Linked DNA regions of Sus scrofa: region 2 is linked to region 1. Evidence: chromatin contacts called from public HiChIP or PLAC-seq data. All regions are on one chromosome and are shown on one strand. The core of a region is the stretch at or near the end of the contact, and the rest is flanking DNA. Distances in the headings are between cores, read along the strand shown. Region 1 overlaps LOC110262100 (rap guanine nucleotide exchange factor 6-like). Region 2 holds the start of RAPGEF2 (rap guanine nucleotide exchange factor 2).

Region 1 (4,464 bases), core at 567-3,066:
CCCACCTACATCACAGCCACAGCAGCATAAGATCCAAGCAAACCCACATCCTCACAGAGACTATGTCGGGTTCCTAACTCGCTGAGCTACAAGGGGAACTCCATTGTCACTGTCTTAATATAACAACCTACCAGGACTCTGGATGTAAATAGCATGTTACAGAGATGAGTGGGGCACAACTTAGTGGACAAGTCGGTAACCACAACTGCTTTGCTTAGAGGCTTGGAAAAACACACACCATTTATACCATTTCTATATTCGTCTATGGCAAGTGTCCCCTCTGGCATGTCCCTAAATGAGAAAAACATAACCTCTGCTGTATTCCGAGGTCACCTCGGCTCATCATCCTGCTGATCATACAAAGGCACTGAGTTTATTTTAAATAAGACTTAAGGAAAAACCTAACTATAAATTGTATGTTGCTTCAAGAACACAAAATACACTCCAGATAAGAGTTCTACTTTATCCTAGGGCAGCATTATATGTAACACCATTGCTATATGTAACATGTAAGTGACATGACGGCCACTTGCGTAAAGATCTATGTTTCCAAACTTGGTAAATTTCTAATAAGTTTACAGTCAAATTCATAAAACAACATTCTAATCACTGAAGGGCCTCGAAGTGGGGCAGAGAGAGTAGGCTGACTCTGAGACAGGCATAAAGGACTTCCTAAGTGCCATCAGTGTTAAAAATCTTACTGAAGAACAATAGTTGGGCTTGAACAACCAGAGTAAAGTACATAGCCAAAACAACCTTCACCTGTCTAAAAGGAGGACAAAAATGAAATAAATAAATATAATGTTGGCCTAAATGTTAACGAAGGAATTCAGTAAAGCTAATGAAATGTGGAAGCCCAAGAACAGATTTTCTGGGCTGAACATCACCCTTCATGCTTGATGGTTTCGGGGGTCAAAGCAATTGCAGGAAAATCAGTTAAAGGAAAATGGGAGTTCCCATTGTGGCTCGGTGGTTAACAAATCCAACTAGAAACCACGACGTTGTGGGTTCAATCCCTGGCCTTCCTCAGCGGGTTAAGGATCCAGCGTTGCCATGAGGTGCAGTGTGGGTCACAGATGCGGCTTGGATCTGGCATTGCTGTGGCTGTGGCATAGGCCGGCAGCTGCAGCTCCAATTTGACCCCTAGCCTGGGAACCACCATGTGCCACGGATGCAACTCTAGAAGAGACCAAAAAAAAAAGGAAAATGCTGTCCAAACTGCTTTGATCCAAACTAGCTATTCAGGCTACATTACCTGTCAAAATGAGTTAAAACATTCAGGAGAAGGATCAGATTATTTATTACATATACTGATAACCAATTTCCAGGCTAACATGAGAAAAGGATGGTCAATGCAGGAAGTCGCCTGTGAACTGGCTGTTTTATAAAACCTGACTGCTCCTTGCACCGAATCTACATTACACTTTAATCCAGCCTCAATGTTTCCTGGAGAAAGAAATACTCACTGATGCCTACCTTGAACACAGGACCAGCACAGGCTCCTACTCACTACAACAATCTCAGGACTATTCCTCAGGCAACAGCTCCAAAGGAAACAAACAACTTGGACCCAGCAAAGGTCACCAGGTGCCACATGAAGAAATAACCTATAAATAGCCCTGGCTTGTCATTCAGTCTGAAACATCATCCTTTCCCCTCATCCCAGTAAAGTCCTGACCTGCAAGCTTTTGACAGTCTGCCAGAGAAAGAGTAACTGAAGTCATCTTTGAAAATAATTAGCTACAGACTCCAATGTGTTCATGAAATAGGTCTGGACTGCAAGTCTTCTTTCTCCTACAACAGCAGGTATCTGAACACTGGGTTCCTGTCCCAGAAGTTGGGACAAGCTGTCACTTGTCCTACTTGACTAGCTGATGATGGCTGGTGGTCAAGAAAGGCAGTCACATGCTCCTTTGCTGTTCTAGGAACTCGGTCTACAGATTTAATTTGTACAACAGAACTTGTATCAAGATGATGATGGTGTTATCAACCTTGGTTTTCTCTAAGATGCATAAACTTCAAATCACATTCTTTTCTTCTTTTTTTTTTCTTTTTACAGATATATCTGCAGCATATGAAGTCCCAGGCAAGGGGTGGAATCAGAACTGCAGCTACCAGCCTGTTCCACAGCCACAGCAACATGAGACACAAGCCACATCTTCAACCTACACTGCAGCTTGTGGCAACACGAGATCCTTAACCAAATGAGTAGGCCAGGATCAAACCCACATCCGCATGATACTAGTTGGGTTTTTAACCTGCTGAGCTACAACAGAAAACCCCAAATCACATTCTTTATAGCATTATTTATTTATTTATTTATTTTTGTCTTTTTGCCTTTTCTAGGGCTGCTCCCACGGCATATGGAGGTTCGCAGGCTAGGTCTAATCGGAGCTGTAGTCGCCGGCCTACACCAGAGCCACAGCAACTCGGGATCCGAGCCACATCTGTGACCTACACCACAGCTCACAGCAACACCAGATCCTTAATGCACTAAGCAAGGCCAGGGATCGAAATACAACCTCATGGTTCCTAGTCGGATTCGTTAACCACTGAGCCACGATGGGAACTCCTATAGCATCATTTATAATGAAAAGTATGGAAAATTTACCCCTTAACAATTATTAATCAAATTGTGGTTAAGTTCAAATAACTGAACATGAGGCAGATGTGAAAAGGCATAAAGAGTGAGCCTTTATAAAGAGTTTTTGATGTAATGAGGTAAGCATATATACATTCTTGAAATCAGCAAGATATTAAATTGTTTATAAAGTGTGCTCTTAAGTATGCAGCCCACATACATGTAAGACTAGACGGAAAAAGACTAGAATATTAAAGAATGACTACCTTGCATGAGAGACTTTAGGTGATGGTTTTCCTTCTCTTTATCTGTGATAATTTGTATAGTAATTACCACTACTTTTTAAATAAAAATTAAATGTAAGTTTTAGAATAAGCCAGTGCCTAAACATTTATTTGCCTCTGCACACTTTCAAGTTCAGAAACCGTCAGAGCCTTCAGAAGGGAGCCAGCAGCTACTTCTATCTGCTGCTCTGTGCTCCGTTCCTCAGGAGACAGAATCCGTGATGATGGGAGGGCATTCTCCGGGTCACGCCAGGGGTCATGCTGAGGATCATGCCAGGAGTCACGCCAGGCCACCCAGGCAGACCGGAGGGTGGATGGCCACCAGCCCACCTACACTGCCAGAGTCTCCTTGGTTATAAATACAGGGAATGACATGCCTTCCTCAAAGGACAGTCGTGAAATTAAATGATTCCACACACATAATTAAATAATTCCACATAAGGCTTTTCCAATGATGCCAGACAAACAGCACTAGCCGCCACAGCCTTTAGCCTCTTTCCATCATCATTTTTGTGCCACTACAACTGCCACCACCAAGGGCACTACCACCCTCTAACGTTTGCTACTGAAAGAATAGCAAACAAATAGGCGAGGGAGTTTCCTGCCCTGTGGGGCCATTTTCCAGGGAGAATAAGGCCTGCCGATAAGGGAGGAGCAGCAGGGCAGGAGCAGGAGGCCTGGGGGCTGCACTGGAGGTTGCTCCCAACAGCTGCAGTGCCTTGGCATCTGGCTCTGCTGCTCAGGGCCCTCCCAACACCTTCTGTGCCTCTCCCAGGCCGCTATGAATCACCTGGCCCCGCCTCGCTCACAGGCATTATGAAACCTGCTCACATCTTTAAGACACATTCTTACCATAATTCCTTCAGAGTGATGTATCAAGAATTCATCTTCAGGTTTTTATGAGCAAGTTCGGTGACAGGAAGTGGGGAATGGAAGAGCTACACTTTAATAAACTGAGTCAATTTTAATCAAATATTGTTTAGTCATTTTATTTTACTATTATTTTTTTGGCCACGCTGACAACACACAGAAGTTCCAGGACCAGGGATCAAACCTATTCACAGCAGTGACCAGTGCCATAGCAGTGACAATGCCAGATCCTTAACCCACTGAGCCACCCGGGATTGCCTATCAGCTAAAATTTAAAAATCTTCGGTTGAAATAAAAATACTTAATTGTTAAAAACACACAATTGGGAGTGGAAATAACTCCTGAAATTCAGAAGTGTTGGGGACCCTCAGGAAGCCGCACACAGGCAGCCATACTCACAGCAGGTGAGCCCTGACCCCCTTTGGCCACACCTGATGGGAACCAGGTACTGGGTGCCCCCAGCCCACCACCCAGATTGTAGCCTGAAGGTCCAGAGGAAAGACACAAGCACGACCTGGTCTTTGGTACAAACGTCAGGGACTCAAGCCATGAATCAGGAGTTAGTACAAGAGGCCAGAGCAGGGGGGTTCTGCAGATGGTGCTGGGGTGAGACCACAGGGCCCCAGACACAGCAGCCCCTGCCTTCGCCTTCCAGCTCCACTGAGCCCTCTTGGGCTCTAGTGTACAAGATGTCCCGTTACAGAGGCAGCTTCAGTCCCGATGAGCAAA
Region 2 (4,464 bases), core at 986-3,485, 51 kb before region 1:
CTGATTTTTTTTAAATTTTATTATATTTATAGTTGCACAACCATCATCACAACCTAATTCTAGAACATTAACAATTTTCCTGGGAGTTTCCATCTGGTGCAGTGGAAACGAATCTGACTAGGAACCATGAGGTTGCGGGTTCCATCCCTGGCCTTGCTCAGTGGGTTAAGGATCTGGCGTTGCCATGAGCTGTAGTATAGGTCACAGATGCGGCTGGGATCCTGCATTGCTGTGGCGTAAGCCGGCAGCTACAGCTCCCCCGATTAGACCCCTAGCCTGGGAACCTCCATATGCCATTGGTACAGCCGTAAAAAGACACACACACAAAAAAATTTTCCTGGTTCATTAAAATTATCCTATTAATTTAAATACCCCCTCCCCCATCTTGAGAAAGGATATATGAGAAAGAGGACTAAAGAGCCTGAGATTTGAACTTTGCTTCTAAGGCTCCTCAAGTGTTATTTAAGTAATAGGCTTCCTCACACCTGGAAAAATCATGAATACAGAGGAGCTTCACATCAAAGGGCCTGTTAATAAAACTGAACCATAAGGGAACTTCTCTATAACAACCTTTCTTATTAGTGAAATTAAGGATAAGGCTGGTCTTTTGGGGGATCTGATCCGAAGAGATTTAATTAGCAAGGTACCACCATTGCAAGGGGGTGGGGCTCTCAGCGCTGCCTCATATAACAGGCTTCTGACACAGCCAATGCCCTAGGATACATCCTGTGGTCTCTGGGAATGTGGAATGCTGCCTGAGAGTCACCTCATCTAAGAAAACCTCTCACATCCAGTTACTAATTTTGCTCATAAAGGTGAACAAAAGCAAATTATACCCATTAACCTAAGCATCTAAATATTCTAAGTCACGCCCTTCCGCCTATAAATTTTCAAAGCCTTGGCAACATGTCTCCATTTTTTAAGTTTAACATCTCAACCTTTTTAGAATATATAAAAGATAATTCCTACCCTCTAATATGATACTTGTCAGATGCCAGGATATAAAAACGGACATTTAAGAAATACTTTGATTTACTCCTATATAAGCTGCCTAAATGGATGCCTTTTCATTGGGGGGTTATATACAGCACATATGAATTAGTGTGACGGCAGAAAACTTCCAACATGGTGACATGAAAGCAGCATGGGAACGGGAGGGTCAGACTTGGAAGTAGCCATAAAAAAGTGTTTCTCACAAACTGCGGTTGCCGCCTATGGGATTTCAGCATGACAAACGCAGAGCTGACTCATGGGACCAATTATAAAGAAGCAACACCGTGGCACTGAAAAAAAATTCTGTGTTTTCATTATCTATTAATACATGTTAAGATGAGCACCCCTGATCGTTTTATTACCAAATCAATAACCAAAGCCCTCCTTCCCTCCCTCCAACCTATGTGTGAATTCCTTACTACAGACATCCATTCCTGATAACCTTTGCACGAGCTCTCATTAAGTTTGACTATAAACATATTTTTAAGAAACCATCTTGAGTACTCAGTTAAAGCTGAATGGTCAAGCTCTGATTTCTGATTACAAAAATCAGCTGTCCAATACTTCCAGTGCTCGTGATCGGGCTTTAAATGAACTGCTGCTCTTGGTTAAATTTTTTTTTTTTTTTAACATAGCCACAAAATTGGAAGAACAAGCCAGTTGTAACCTACCCTCCCTCCTCCAAGCATACTATTACCCCCTCTAAAGCACCTGCCTTCCCTGAAGAGCAGCAGCAATCATTCCCGTTTTAAAGCAGTTCTCTCTGACGTGCCATGGAAACACAAGCAGTCTCTGCGATACTTACTGGATGTTTCTCCTGCTGGCCCATAACTCCATGGTTAGCTGGCACTGCTAGTGGTTTCATAACGAAGGAACATAGGCTGGACTGAATTGACACATCATGGACCAATGTCTCATGGACGGCAAGTCACCCTTGACAGCATTGGATTAAAAGAAAAAAGAAACAGAGGAGGAAAAAAAAAAAAAAAAAAAAAAAAAAAAAGGAGAGCCAGCTGCAGCTTCAAGTGTCAGGACTGGTGACTGCAAACCCTCACACTTGTGGACCCGAAAAGGAATCTGAACAACCCTGCTCGTCTCCATTTTTATAGCACTGAAACCCTAACCATCTCAGGCTAGGGCGAGACAGAGGAAACCTTATACAGCTCCTGGTCTTCCCGGAGAACAAGATCATTTCTGAGACTGAAGAACAAGAGGCACAAGAAAAGGAGGAAAAAAAAAAAAAAAAAAAAAAAGCTAAAATGGCTGACTGCACACAGACTCCCCTCCAAAGGCTTCCTACAGAACGGTATTAGGGCGGTGGAGGGGCCCGTCCCCAGCACTCAGCCGAGCATTGTTAATACTCTTGTCTCATTTGCAGTCACACATAGGGACCCCTCTGACCAAGAGGAAAAAAAGGAGAAAGGAAGAGAGAGAGAAAGAATCAGGGCAGAGCGTGTGAATCGGGACCTCCTCCCTGGCTGCCAAGGATGCTGACGGAGCACGGCCAGTGATCCCTGTCCCGCTCCACTAACCAAGTTTGCACAATTAATCTCTGCGGCATGACACTGATGGACATTTAATCTAATGATGTCTGTCCCTCACACTCGGCACAAGCATGACTGCCAGCAAGAGTCACGAACAGAAACACAGCACATGTACACACACGTACACATACACACATACACTCAGAAGCATGAGTCTGAATGCAACACACCAATATAATTACATTATTGTGCTTACTTTGGAGGACCATGGCTGCAGGCAGTTGGCATAGCAACGCACAAGGAAAGCCATTTCCTGGGTAGAGAGAAAGCTTCCTTTTCTAAATAAAAAATTCCTCTTAGGAAACAGACGGCATTGCTGCTTCCTGCAGAAAGCAAGACACTGTGGTCTGTCTCTTACCCTGCAAGGCTCACACTCAATGCAGTTCTAGTGATGTAAGTGGATTTCTCTCTCACCCTCCCTCTCCCTATATACACTGAAATATTCAGCTCAAATGGTACACACATTCCTTAAGGCTCGCCCCCTCCTCTACTTAACCATTTCACTCATTAAGGTAGCAATGGACGATTCAGAAAAAGGAATGAGCGCTTGCCTGTATTTTATCAGCAGCTGTAGGTTAAGCAAGTCTCAGAGGGATGGAATCCATTGATTGCTGACTCCAAATAATATCACTGAAGACAGGGTGGGAAAACAGAGCAGGACTTACTTGAATAGCTTTGGACTAAAAATACGATTTTTCACCAAGGTGAAGATACAGGGATGGATGTGACCTCTTCCAGACCCTCAAAAAGCACATGCTACAGGAAACAAGTGTCCACCCCAAATTCACAAAATGCACATTTAACAAGCTCTGTATAAATTTAGAAGATGTGACTTTCACAAACACCCATACACACACAGCACCTTGCAAATAATATAAAACTAAACACACTCAGACTTTAAAAAAAAAAAAAATCAAAGTTCTTTTAGAGGTAGAAAGTTGAAATTTAATACAGGCGTGGTATTCTATCACAAACGTAATTTCACCCAGGTCAGTAGGTCATTTGAAAAGATAGCATTAGAGCTGACATTGTAACTTTGAAGCACTGGTCTGTTTCTCATGGTCTATTAATGGTATATAGAGTAGAAGGTAGATACGGAAAGTCCAGCAACTTGAGTAACAGACTTTAGGACTGAGGGCCCTTTCTGCCTTGTGCTTCTCATCCACTTGCCTGACATGGCACTCGCACTGATTATCCTCCTTCCTTTCCCCTCACATCTAAGAGCATCCATTCCCCTACATCATGATTTTGGATCCTTCTCCCCAATGTCCCTCTCATTGACTGCCTATGTTATCTATTTTCCAGTCCCCCAACCCCGGCCCCCCATATATTCAACTTCTTCCCCACAACTAGAGGTTCTTTGCATAGGCTTTTACTTATGTTCAGGTCTCTCCCATCTCAAAACAAAACATAAACCAGAAGCCTTCCCTGGATCATCGATTCTCCTGTGGCTACAGTCTAACCTCTTCCCTACTGCACAACCAAAGCTCTTAAGAATCACCTACTTTGGCTTCCATCATCCTCTATCCCACTGACTTCTCCAATGAAGGACCACTATGGTCCCATTATACAACTGACACTGACAAGTAACCCTTAATACCCTTCTCCATGTTCAATCCATCGCAGTATCCCGCGAGTTAAGTACTCTTCCTGTTCTAAAACTCAAATTTTTCTTCATCTCTGCTATCATGCATTCCAATCTTTTTTTTGGGGGGGGAGCTTCAAATCTCTAAAAGTCCCCTTAATGAACTGCCTGGATTCAGTTCTATCCTCATCCACTCAACCCAGTTTAACATACTGCTTCTGAGATCTTTCAGAAACTAAAATCTGGTCATTTCACTCTCATCTATGAAGCCACCACTTCAAATCCAGATACATCAATGGCTTCCCATTGCTCTCAGGACAAAGTCTGCAGACTGCACATGTC

What was found. HiChIP or PLAC-seq counts read pairs in DNA pulled down with a chosen protein or histone mark.
Region 2: an H3K27ac HiChIP or PLAC-seq map of skeletal muscle shows a contact between it and region 1. The contact joins the promoter of RAPGEF2 here to the enhancer-like site in region 1. A contact is called at or near these places in 12 of 47 Hi-C or Micro-C datasets (alveolar macrophages, embryonic fibroblasts, fetal heart ventricle and 8 more) and 2 of 2 datasets of contacts at active chromatin or transcription factors (alveolar macrophages and skeletal muscle).

What each region holds. Positions count from the first base shown.
Region 1 is chr8:48,129,448-48,133,911 of Sscrofa11.1, reverse strand. All of the region lies in intron 4 of LOC110262100 (rap guanine nucleotide exchange factor 6-like), which reads right to left. Among named protein-coding and RNA genes, the nearest start is that of RAPGEF2, 52 kb to the left of the region's middle. Within about 2 kb of position 1,816, at least 4 of the 83 cell types and tissues checked have an H3K27ac peak or open chromatin away from gene starts, as enhancers often do. A contact at or near this core is called in skeletal muscle, where this site is marked.
Region 2 is chr8:48,181,289-48,185,752 of Sscrofa11.1, reverse strand. It overlaps RAPGEF2 (rap guanine nucleotide exchange factor 2), which reads right to left and starts at 2,235. Exons shown (of 25, transcript XM_021101305.1): 1 at 1,799-2,235. The coding sequence starts at 1,858.